Regions from separate parts of the Zea mays genome. Here region 2 is linked to region 1. Evidence: chromatin contacts called from public Hi-C data. All regions are on one chromosome and are shown on one strand. The core of a region is the stretch at or near the end of the contact, and the rest is flanking DNA. Distances in the headings are between cores, read along the strand shown. Region 1 holds the start of LOC103653128. Region 2 holds the start of LOC100501201 (Polyadenylate-binding protein-interacting protein 10).

The links. Hi-C and Micro-C count contacts between places; a contact is called where the count stands out from the background.
Region 2: a contact with region 1 is called in a Hi-C map of tassel, with 4 times the contacts expected there. The contact joins the promoter of LOC100501201 here to the promoter of LOC103653128 in region 1. A contact is called at or near these places in 3 of 25 Hi-C or Micro-C datasets (ear, endosperm and tassel).

The regions. Positions count from the first base shown.
Region 1 is chr4:39,788,716-39,793,599 of Zm-B73-REFERENCE-NAM-5.0, reverse strand. It overlaps LOC103653128, which reads left to right and starts at 3,468. Exons shown (of 1, transcript XM_008680090.2): 1 at 3,468-4,864. The coding sequence starts at 3,550. The coding sequence ends at 4,683. It overlaps LOC118476896 (a long non-coding RNA gene), which reads right to left and starts at 2,845. Exons shown (of 2, transcript XR_004857718.1): 1 at 2,530-2,845; 2 at 1,874-2,406.
Region 2 is chr4:40,063,112-40,068,329 of Zm-B73-REFERENCE-NAM-5.0, reverse strand. LOC100501201 (Polyadenylate-binding protein-interacting protein 10) reads right to left here and starts at 1,951. Exons shown (of 10, transcript NM_001195986.1): 1 at 1,207-1,951; 2 at 953-1,090. The coding sequence starts at 1,566.

The DNA of each region.
Region 1 (4,884 bases), core at 2,219-4,718:
ATATGTATGAAACCATCTCAAATAAAGATATTATTAGAGTCATCTAGACTATTCAAACTGCCTTAGATGTTAGTGAGTATACTAGAAACTTGTAAACATAATATCGTTTTCTTATGATATTTCTGATAAGACATATTGTGAAAAAAACGTAGTAAATAGTAAATTTTGCTTAAAGTGACTCCAAATAAAACTATACGTTTGAAATATGGATATTTTTTTATTTTCTCATTAACAATATATTCATATTTATAATATCGTCTATTTGTACGGTATAAGTAACCTAATAAGAAGTGGTTAATGTCATGGATATTTCTCTTTCTATGCGTTTTGCACATATATACAATATTTCTTAATGATATCTCAAAACCGCCCTTGTATCGTAGTGGTTAAAGACTGAGACTGCTCTTGGTAAGATCTTGGGTTTGATTATTCCAATCGCCTTCAATTTACTGAGTTTTTTTTGCAGGTGCCCACGCGGAGTCGCGGAGTCCGAGCGTAGCGTGGAGTCCTTCCGTGCGTTGGCCCACGCGGAGTCCGAGCGTCCAGCCCACGGTCTGCTCGGCGGCTAGGACGGAACTATAAATACATGTAAAACTTTCCTTTAATAATGCGGAGGGTCCTTGGGCTTCCTCTGAGACTCGATCTTGCGCTGATGGAGCTCTTCGGATCTAGCGTATTTCTCGAACGGCTGATAGAGCTCTTGGAGATTTTTTAGTGGGTCCCTGATGCAGTGACTGTATAGGACGCCAGCCTGAAGGCCACTGATGGCGTAGTGTATGGCGATGTGGTCGTCGACCGAAGGCAATTGTGACTTGAGAGTCAGGAACTTGCGGTAGTACTCCCGTAGGGTTTCCTTCTCTTGCTGTTTGCAGAGTGATAGCTCGGCCAAAGCATCGGTGTCGGGTCGGTATCCTTGGAAGTTGAGCAGAAACTTGTCCCGGAGTCCTTTCCAGGAGTCGATGGACAATGGGGGCAACCTGGTGTACCAGGTCAAGGCCGGACCCTCGAGGGCGATGATGAAAGACTTGGCCATTGTGGCGTTGTCCCCTCTGGATGATGCGACGACGATTTGGTAGCTCATGATATATTGTGCTGGGTCGGTGCAGCCGTTGTACTTGGGTAGGTCCCTGCCCTGAAGTTGGCGGGCCACGGTGACACTTGGAGTTGCAGAGCCAGGGGGCTTCGCTTATCAAGGTAGTTGATGCCTTGGAAAGCTACGGCGTGCGGGATGAAGGGCCCGCGCTGGGGTATGAATAAGTCTCCGGCTCGCACGCGCTATTGGAGGGCGGGCCGTGCTGCAGATCGTGCTGGCCTTCGCTCTGCATGAGCGCAATCTCTTGCTCGAGTTCCCGGGCTCTCTGCTCCTCGTCTCGTATCATCTGGCGCACCTTGGCTTGCGCGGTGACACGTTGGCGCTTGGCCTCGAGGATGTCTTTCTGTTTTTGGAGGTTGCGGTTCTTGATGCGCAGGGCCCATAGTTGTAGCTGTTCTTCAGCTGAGACGCCGATGACTTCGCTGTCCTCTGTTGCGTCTTCGCCCTCTGGTGGAGCGAAGCCTGGGGGTGGTGCTTGTGGTTCTCCGGAGCTACAGGTGCGTAGGGTGCATTCGAGAGTGGGTTGTTCGTGGCGCTGTCTCTTGTTGAGAACTTCGTCTTCGCAGGCTTCTTGGGGGTGTTGTCTGCGAGGGCCTTGCCTTTTTTCTCGGCTAGCAGCGCTGCCTTCGCTGCTTCGGCGACGGATGGGGCTGCCTTCGAACTAGCTCTCTTGGGTGCCATCGCGGGTAGTTTGTTCGTAGCACGAACGATGTGCGCCAAATGTAGGAACTTGCTCTCCTGGGCAAGTAGATCCAACGGGGAAGTGGAAAGAGTGCAAGCAAAGTTTAATGTGGGATGGTAATTGCTCTGTTAATCTGGCCTCTCAAGGGCACTGTACGGGGGTATTTATAGGTACCCGAGTGTCCAACGTCCCAAGACAAGGATGTTTATGCCCTCGGATACCCGGACTATCCCTATAATATTCTCATAAAAGGAGGTTACAGACCGTTATTACAGAAAAGCTATTACAGATGAGGCCCGTAATATGCTTGTCCACGCGGGGCCCGTTACAGACTTACAGTGGGCCAAATTCCGCGTGGGCCTCCGGGCGAGACGAGGACGCGGGACTAACAGACTACGTCGGAGTCTGAATCTGGCCTTCGTCTTGCGATGGAGATGACAAAGGGCAACTGCGCCGACCATCTCGCCTTCGTTGGTGCAGCGAAACGACGAAGGCTTCGCGTGAAGGGTAGCGTCTTCGCCTTCGCCTCAACAGACTCCATCCTCAATTATATTTCATAAGAATAGATCTACTTCGTTATTCAGCTTCCAAAGGAGGATGACTGCTGTCAAGTACCTGAATACACGTAGACCTGGTTTGATAGACTGAAAAAATGAGTTGACATACCAACTTAAAGTAGTCTACACAAACCTGGGGCACACAACTAACAGGATTGAACATGGGGATTTCGTGTCATGACAGAGAAGAGACTCACCCACCGTATCTCGGCGGAAGGTGCCACCTTTCAGCTCCAGAACGCCCAAGGAGACCGTAGATCTATGAGAAGTCTGGTGCGCATGCCAATCATGAGATCTAAGGCGCAGGCATGGCACGCGCTGTCTCTGATCCGGGAGGAGATGAGGAACGCCGCCGCCTTCGTCTTTGCTCTCTGTGGCACAGAAACATGGCACGCCCTGACTCTGGCTCTGGCGCTGGCTCTGGCTCTGACTCTGACTCTTGCTCTGGTCGGGGAAGAGGAACCCCCGTCGCCATTTTCGTCTTTGCGCGGTTAGGGGGAAGAAGTATCTATCTTGTTGTCGTTCCTGTTTCGCTTGCTAGGATGACGTAGCATACAGACACGTGGGCCCGTCACCGTCTCACGGTACGTCGGTCTCAGGTTTGGGCTTCCCTGCTCCTTTTGTCTACATCCGTAATGGGCCCACGGATCCACGTCAATCTGGCCCTGGGCCGGCAAATATTTGGCTATACGAAAGCCGAAGCCGCCGGCGCATGCGCTGCGCCACCACCTTCCTCGCTCGGTCCAGCGCGAGCTTGAGCTCCAGCTCGAACACTCCTCGTTCACGATGGACGCGACCCACTGCGGCAGACAGGTCCATGCCCGTCAGCAGCTCCAGGACGATAACGCCCAGGCTTTGATTTCAGAGTTGTTATTTTATTAGGTGGTTAATTACAAACAAACCGCTCCTAATTTGTTGGATGGTAGTTTCGCGCGGTTGTTTGGGCGAACCAGCTACCTGGCTCCGATTCGAGCGGAGGAGCCAGATAGCCTCTCATCTCATCGCCCAGGCTCATGATTATATTATATTATATATAAGCGAGCCAGATAGCCTCTCATCTCATCCCGTGCTATCTCATCTCATCTCGTAGCACAGGCACAGCACCTCTGCGTCTCAAGATTAGAGATCGATTAGCAGGGCGAGACGGCGAGTTGATAGTGCTTATTATTCGATTCGACGACCCAATCTGATCTAGCTGGTGACCACCTACCACCATCATGTGCATCATGTTGATGAACGACGGCCACAGCGGCAGGGCTAGCATCCAGCCACCGCCGCAGGTCCTCGCCTCTGTTCCCTTGCTCGTCTACGAGTACGAGGATGCTGCCGCTGTTGATCCAGCAGACGACTCTGCTCCTACCGCCTTCAAGATGCTCATGTATAGCCTGCCTGAGCGGAGCATCGTCTACACGCACGACAATAGGCCTCCCATGATGATGGAGGGCAACTTCTGCTTCACCACGCCTCAAGGATGGCTGGTCATCCTTGGACAAGAGTCGGAGGCCTCTATGTGGCATCCGCTCACCGGGGAGACCATCACCCTGCCACCCATACACGACATCCCCGTCACCTGTAAGTGCCTCCTCACCCACAGCTCCGTCGCCCACCCGGACTGCGCCGTCGTTCTCCTCGACGTCACCGACCCTCTCATGTGGTTCTGCCGTGTCAATGGAGAGGCTGATCGGAGGAGGTGGGGGCAGCACGCCTACGACATTGGTGACTACTTCTTCCCCGAGGAGTTCCGCACCCCCACTACGCCCACCAAGAACGTCATCCATGACGTCGCCGCGCTCGGAGGGAAGCTGTACTTTCGCTTCACGGAATCAGATCAGCACAAGATGGGCGTCGTCGACTTGGACTTCCCGTCTGATCCTGGCCATCCTCCCACCGCAGTGTTCGATGAGTTTGATGTCTGTGCAGAGTTCGACCTCGTTCCCGAGGGCATTTGCGCTGCTTGCATCCACTTGGTAGAGTCCATGGGCGAGCTTTTGGCTATCTGCTACTACTACGTGGATTTCGATCCCACCAATATTAGCTCAGCTCGTATCTTCAAGATGGAGAAAACCTACGACGACGAGGACGAGGAACTTGTGGCCTGGCGCCCGGTGGATGATGTTGGGGACAGGGCTTTCCTATTGACAGGCACCAACATGGCAACTTGGTGCTATGCAAGCACCAATAATCTTAGAGGGAACACCTTCTACTTTCTGGCCCACTTAGTATCTGGTCACAGGGATCTATGCATCTATGATGTCCAGAAGCAGACTATGGAGGTTGTCCAGGTTCATGATTATGAAGATATGGAGATCGTGCGCACAATGCCATACTGGATTAATGTACCTCCATGTTAGTATTAGCCCATTAGATTATATTTTATTTTAATTACTATAGCTTGCTCCTACTATTACATAGTACCTTTTTATTTAGTATACCTTGCTGCTACTACTTAGTATATTTGATTCAATAAAAATGTAATTTGCTCCGATTTTTAGCACTGTTCGTGTATGGATGGCTGAGTTGGATGTATGGATGACCCGAATATATGGTTGACA
Region 2 (5,218 bases), core at 702-3,201, 280 kb before region 1:
ATGGCATACTTGTAAAGTCAAGGTCTGCCATAGCATCATGAAAGGAATGAAGACAGATGAGCTCAGAGTTTGACAGGAATCAACCAAACATGGTCCCCTAGGTATTTCACAAAATAGAATTTGTTCCTTGCAATCAAGAATATATACAGTTCTGAGAAAAATTAAGGAATTACGAAAGCAGAGGCACCTAGTATTTCTAGTATTAGCAATCTCTACAGCAGAGCATGGTCTAGCTACTTATTGTCCTTTCCTGGTGACACTACACAAAAGGAACCTCAAAACAGAGCACCCTTGCTATATAGGTGATCAGACATCTTAGGTAAAACCAGCAACATGATATTATAGATCCTAATCGGACATGAGATGTTATGCACAAAACACATGACCAAAAGGAGAGATGCCACACTGCCGCAGATAGAAGCACGAGGAAGGTGAAATCAAGAAAGTTGAACCGAGAGGAACAATACTAAAAGCTCGTTGCAGCATAACCAAGCACATAAAAGGCAAAACAGAACAGAGCATACAGCTTTCCAGATTCCACACGGAACAAATAAGCGAGCAGCAGCAAGATAAACTAGCAGAAAGTGGTATCTACCAAAGCAGCAGCCAAAAAAGATGGTTCATTCTCGGGGCGGCAAGGCCCATGCCTCTACTGCGTAGTGGCCGTATGCTACTTCCCAACCTGCTCCCCGTGCCATATCGCTCATGACAAAACACTATCCGATCTCGTGATCTCACCCTTTTTGCCCGAGAGGGCGCACGGACAGAACCCCAAAATCTAACCGAGTAAATCATCCCGGGTAGTGCGACGAGAAAGAAAATAACAAATTGGCATCAAAGATCGATCGATCCATCGATATCGGTGGGTAGGCCTGCTAGCGGAAGAAGGGAAAATTCCCCACCGGCGCGACTTGACACGACACGGGGTGAGGGGGAGGAAATGGATCGGGACCTGGTGATCGATGTCGGAGACGTAGACGGTGCGGCGGATGGCCTCGTCCCGCTGCGCCATGCTGGTGCGGCTGTTGGTCCGCCGCCTGCCGGGGTGGCCGTGGCCGTGGCCGCCGAACCCTCCGGCTCCGTCCTTCTTCTGCAGGCAGCAGCGAGAAGAGCGCATCACGACAATCGTCAGCAGGAGACATCGGAAATGGGAATCGATGCGAGCAGGGGGGAGGGGCAGGACCAAATCAAGGGGGACGTTCTTACCATGCCGCGTCCGGCGTGGGCGTCGGCGACCGCCGGGAAGCTGACGACGCCGCGGTGGCCCGGCGAGGCGACCGCGAAGCCGGCGTTGACCGGGTAGAAGCCGTAGGCGGCTGGGGAGAGCGGCGCGGGCGTGAGGGCCCCGTGCCCGGCCCCGGCGCCGGAGATGGGGGAGGCGAGGGAGGGAGGGACGAACTCCTCGGCCATGGGGTTGAGCTTGGAGAGGAGGTCCTCCAGATCCCGCATTTCGCGCTCCCCGGCGTCGGCGGCGGCGCCCGGCGCCTCCTCCTCGCGCGGTGGCGCGGTGTGGTCGGCAGCGGCAGCGGCAGCCGCAGCGGCAGCGGCAGTCTCGACGATGGCCATCGGAGTCTGTCGGGGAGCGGCCGGGGAGGAGGATAGCGGAGGTGAGGGGGAGGGTTCTGTGGTGGGGGTCGCAGGCGACGAGGCGGAGGCCGGCGCGATTATATGTAGAAGCAGGCAGACAGGCAGCGGAGGTGGATCGGCGCAGGGGTGGTTCGCAGGCAAGCCAGTGGGTGGGTGGGTGGTGGGTCGACTCGTCGCGGAGATGATGCCTAGCTAGACGCTCATCGGCGGGTCGGTGGCGCTGGCGCGCCTGCGACAGCAGCAGCAGGCGACGGCCAGCAAGGGGAGGGGGAGGACGGCAAGGGAGGGGGAGGATGTGCGCCTGCGCCTCTTTCGTCCTCGGTCAGACAGGCTCCCCTTTGCCTTTTTTTTTTCGGTACGCTGGTGTAGTGGTGTGATTAGAGATGCAATGCGTAAATACACACTGATTATTACTGCCTCATATATATATATATATATATATATATATATATATATATATATATATATATATATATATATATATATATATATATATATATATATATATATATATATATATATATATATATATAGGGTCACCTATATACACTGATGGATATGGATTTACCTCTATACCCATACTTATATGAATATGGGTCACCTATCGGGTCATCCGTACCCACAAAAATTAAACATCTACCAAAATTTCACATTATACAAATGTCAAGTATATCCATCTAATTATCATTACAAAAACTCTAGCAACATTTAACCATCCATTCAACACACCAAAAATAATTGGATAAAGTAGTAACACTAGAATAGTACTACATAGCACATTACATGTTTTATTACATGGTCATTAAATTGTCATTAAGACTTCTATGACATTATAGCCTAAAAGATTGTTAAATAGTAAAAAGGATGGATGACTAAAGTCTAAATTCATGCTTGGGCTAAGTTTATATTGGGTATTTTATACCCACGGGTTAACGGGTATGGGTGAAGGTGGAACGTTCTAATACCCGTTTATCCATTGGGTGAAGATTTTTGCCTAATAATAGACACACAGATAAAATATTCAGCCATATACATACTCTAATGGAGTAAATACCCATCGGGTATCGGGTCACGTGTATCTATTGCCATCTCTAGGTGTGCTGCCTCACTGTGATGTGGATGGTGCTGCGTTTGATCCTCTCCTACCGTGCGCCGGGTGGCCCGCTCGCGTTTTCGCCAAGAGACCCCTCCTTGCCTCCTAGGACCCTCATGTTTTCTAATACCATCTTCAAGAGGCTAGCTAAATGACACGATAAATAAAAAATTAGTTATTTAATATTAAATAACTTTCCACAGACTAGCCATCTGACTCGTCAATCTATCTGACTCTCCAAATTAGCTATTTCACTAGTAAAATTTAGCGAGCCACTTGACTAGCCAAACTAGATAGATAGTATGTTGAATTGAGATGCTACATATAAAATGTAATCTTTATTAAAAGACAAATAGATAGTTAAATATAGAGCAAAAAAATAAGAGTCTATTGGATATGCTCTAAGGGCCATGCGATTTATCCATTCCAGCTGAAAGGATCACGATGCCCAAGAGGGGGGTGAATTGGGCTTTTCTAAAAATCAACACTAATTAAAACCTAAGCAAGAGCTAAACAAGAGCCCAACTTCACCCCAACAACTAGCACTAAGAATATAATACTAGAAATGTAACAAAGCTAAGATAATACTTCAAATACTTGCTAAACAAATACACAATGTAAAGTGCTTGAATTAAGTGCGGAATGTAAAGCAAAGTTTAGAAGACTCCTCCAATTTTTCCCGAGGTATCGAAGAGTCGGCACTCTCCACTAGTCCTCGTTGGAGCACCCGCGCAAGGGTATCGCTCCCCCTTGGTCCTCGCAAGAACCAAGTGCTCACTACGAGATGATCCTTTGCCACTCCGGCGCGGTGGATCCCTCGAGACCGCTTACAAACTTGAGTCGGGTCACCAACAAGATCTTCACGGTGATCACCGAGCTCCCAACGCCACCAAGCCGTCTAGGTGATGCCGATCACCAAGAGTAACAAGCCGTAGACTTTCGCTTGACCAAGAGAAGCCTAATGCAAGTGGTGTGTGCTCTAGGTGGCTTTCACTAGCGCTAATGAGGAACAAGCGCGGATTATGATTCTCTAATCTCCTCACTAGGCTTTTGGTGCTTGCAATGCTCTACCAATGTGCTGGAATAAATGTGGAATGCAAGACATTGAATATGGTGGGTGGAGGGGGTATAAATAGCCCTCACCCACCAACTAGCCGTTACAGGCAATGTGCTGCGCGATGGCGCACCGGACAGTCCGGTGCGCCACCGGTGCGCCAACGGTGCGCCACCGGTGCGCCAACGGTCACTTCCAACGGCTAGTTCTGACAGCTAGCCGTTGGACTCATGGCGCACCGGACAGTGAACAGTCCACTGTCCGGTGCACACCGGACAGTCCGGTGCGGTGTCCGGTGTGCCACTAAAATTCATCTCCGAAGGCTGCGCTCTCGGGTTTCTGCGACTGGGAAGACTCTGCTGTGGACCAGCCTGGCCCCACCTGGCAGAGGGTGCACCGGACAGTCCGGTGCACACCGGACAGTCCGGTGCCCCTAAGCCAGCAACACTAAGTCTTGTTTTTCAGCTGATTTTCAAATCGGTTTTCGCTCTAACTTGTGTGTGAGTTCTAGAGTGACACCTAGCACTGTATATGAGTGTGATTGTGCACCAACACTACACTAGAATTCTCTTGGTCAAACTACTCATCGACAACCCCTCTTTATAGTACGGCTAAAAGAGAATAAAAGACCTAACTAAATCGCGAGTGTCCACATCTCCTTGACACTCGGACTCCGTAGACCTTCACCTTTTGTTCCGTCGTTTTAGCCGTCGCTTCGAGTTCTTATCTCCGGGATTGTTTTCACCGTTGTAGTACTTCTACCTGTCATGCGACCTAACTTACCATTTGTCTCTGCAAAACATACGTTAGTCACATAATATTATGTTGTCATTAATCACTAAAACCAACCAGGGGCCTAGATGCTTTCAATCTCCCCCTTTTTGGTGATTGATGACAACCCTACAAGTTTTGTGAGAGTAGTTTGTTTTGAAGATTCTGTCAATAGAAAGAATGGTTAGTTATACTCAGTAATCTTTGACAGAAAGAATGTGTACCATAATAAAAAGAGTGAGCGCATACACATCATAAGATTCTTGTTCATATAAAAGAGAAGGTAAATTAATGAAACAAGAGCTAGAAGACTAGTGATATAATATAAGGTGAAAACATAATACACACAGTCAATCATACGCAACGAGAGTATATGACGAGTTTGTGAGCCAAAAACACCAAGCTAGTACAGAGAGTAGCAGGCACATATATTACATCAAAATGACTCTGACTCTCTACTAACTCTCTAACTCCCCCTAGCTCTCACAACTCATATCTCTCCCCCTTTGGCGTCAAACACCAAAAGGGACCTGAACCTAAACGCCTGAAGCAGGAGGAGGCGGCGGAGGCGCATCCGGTCGAGGTCGAGGTAGCAGAGCAAACGCCGACGGAGGGTCAGAGTCAGTCTCGGATCCAGGATCTGCGGTAGAAGCTGGAGCTGGTACTGACTCGGACTGCGGCCGCGCAGCAGGAGCTACCAGAGCAGAAGCGGT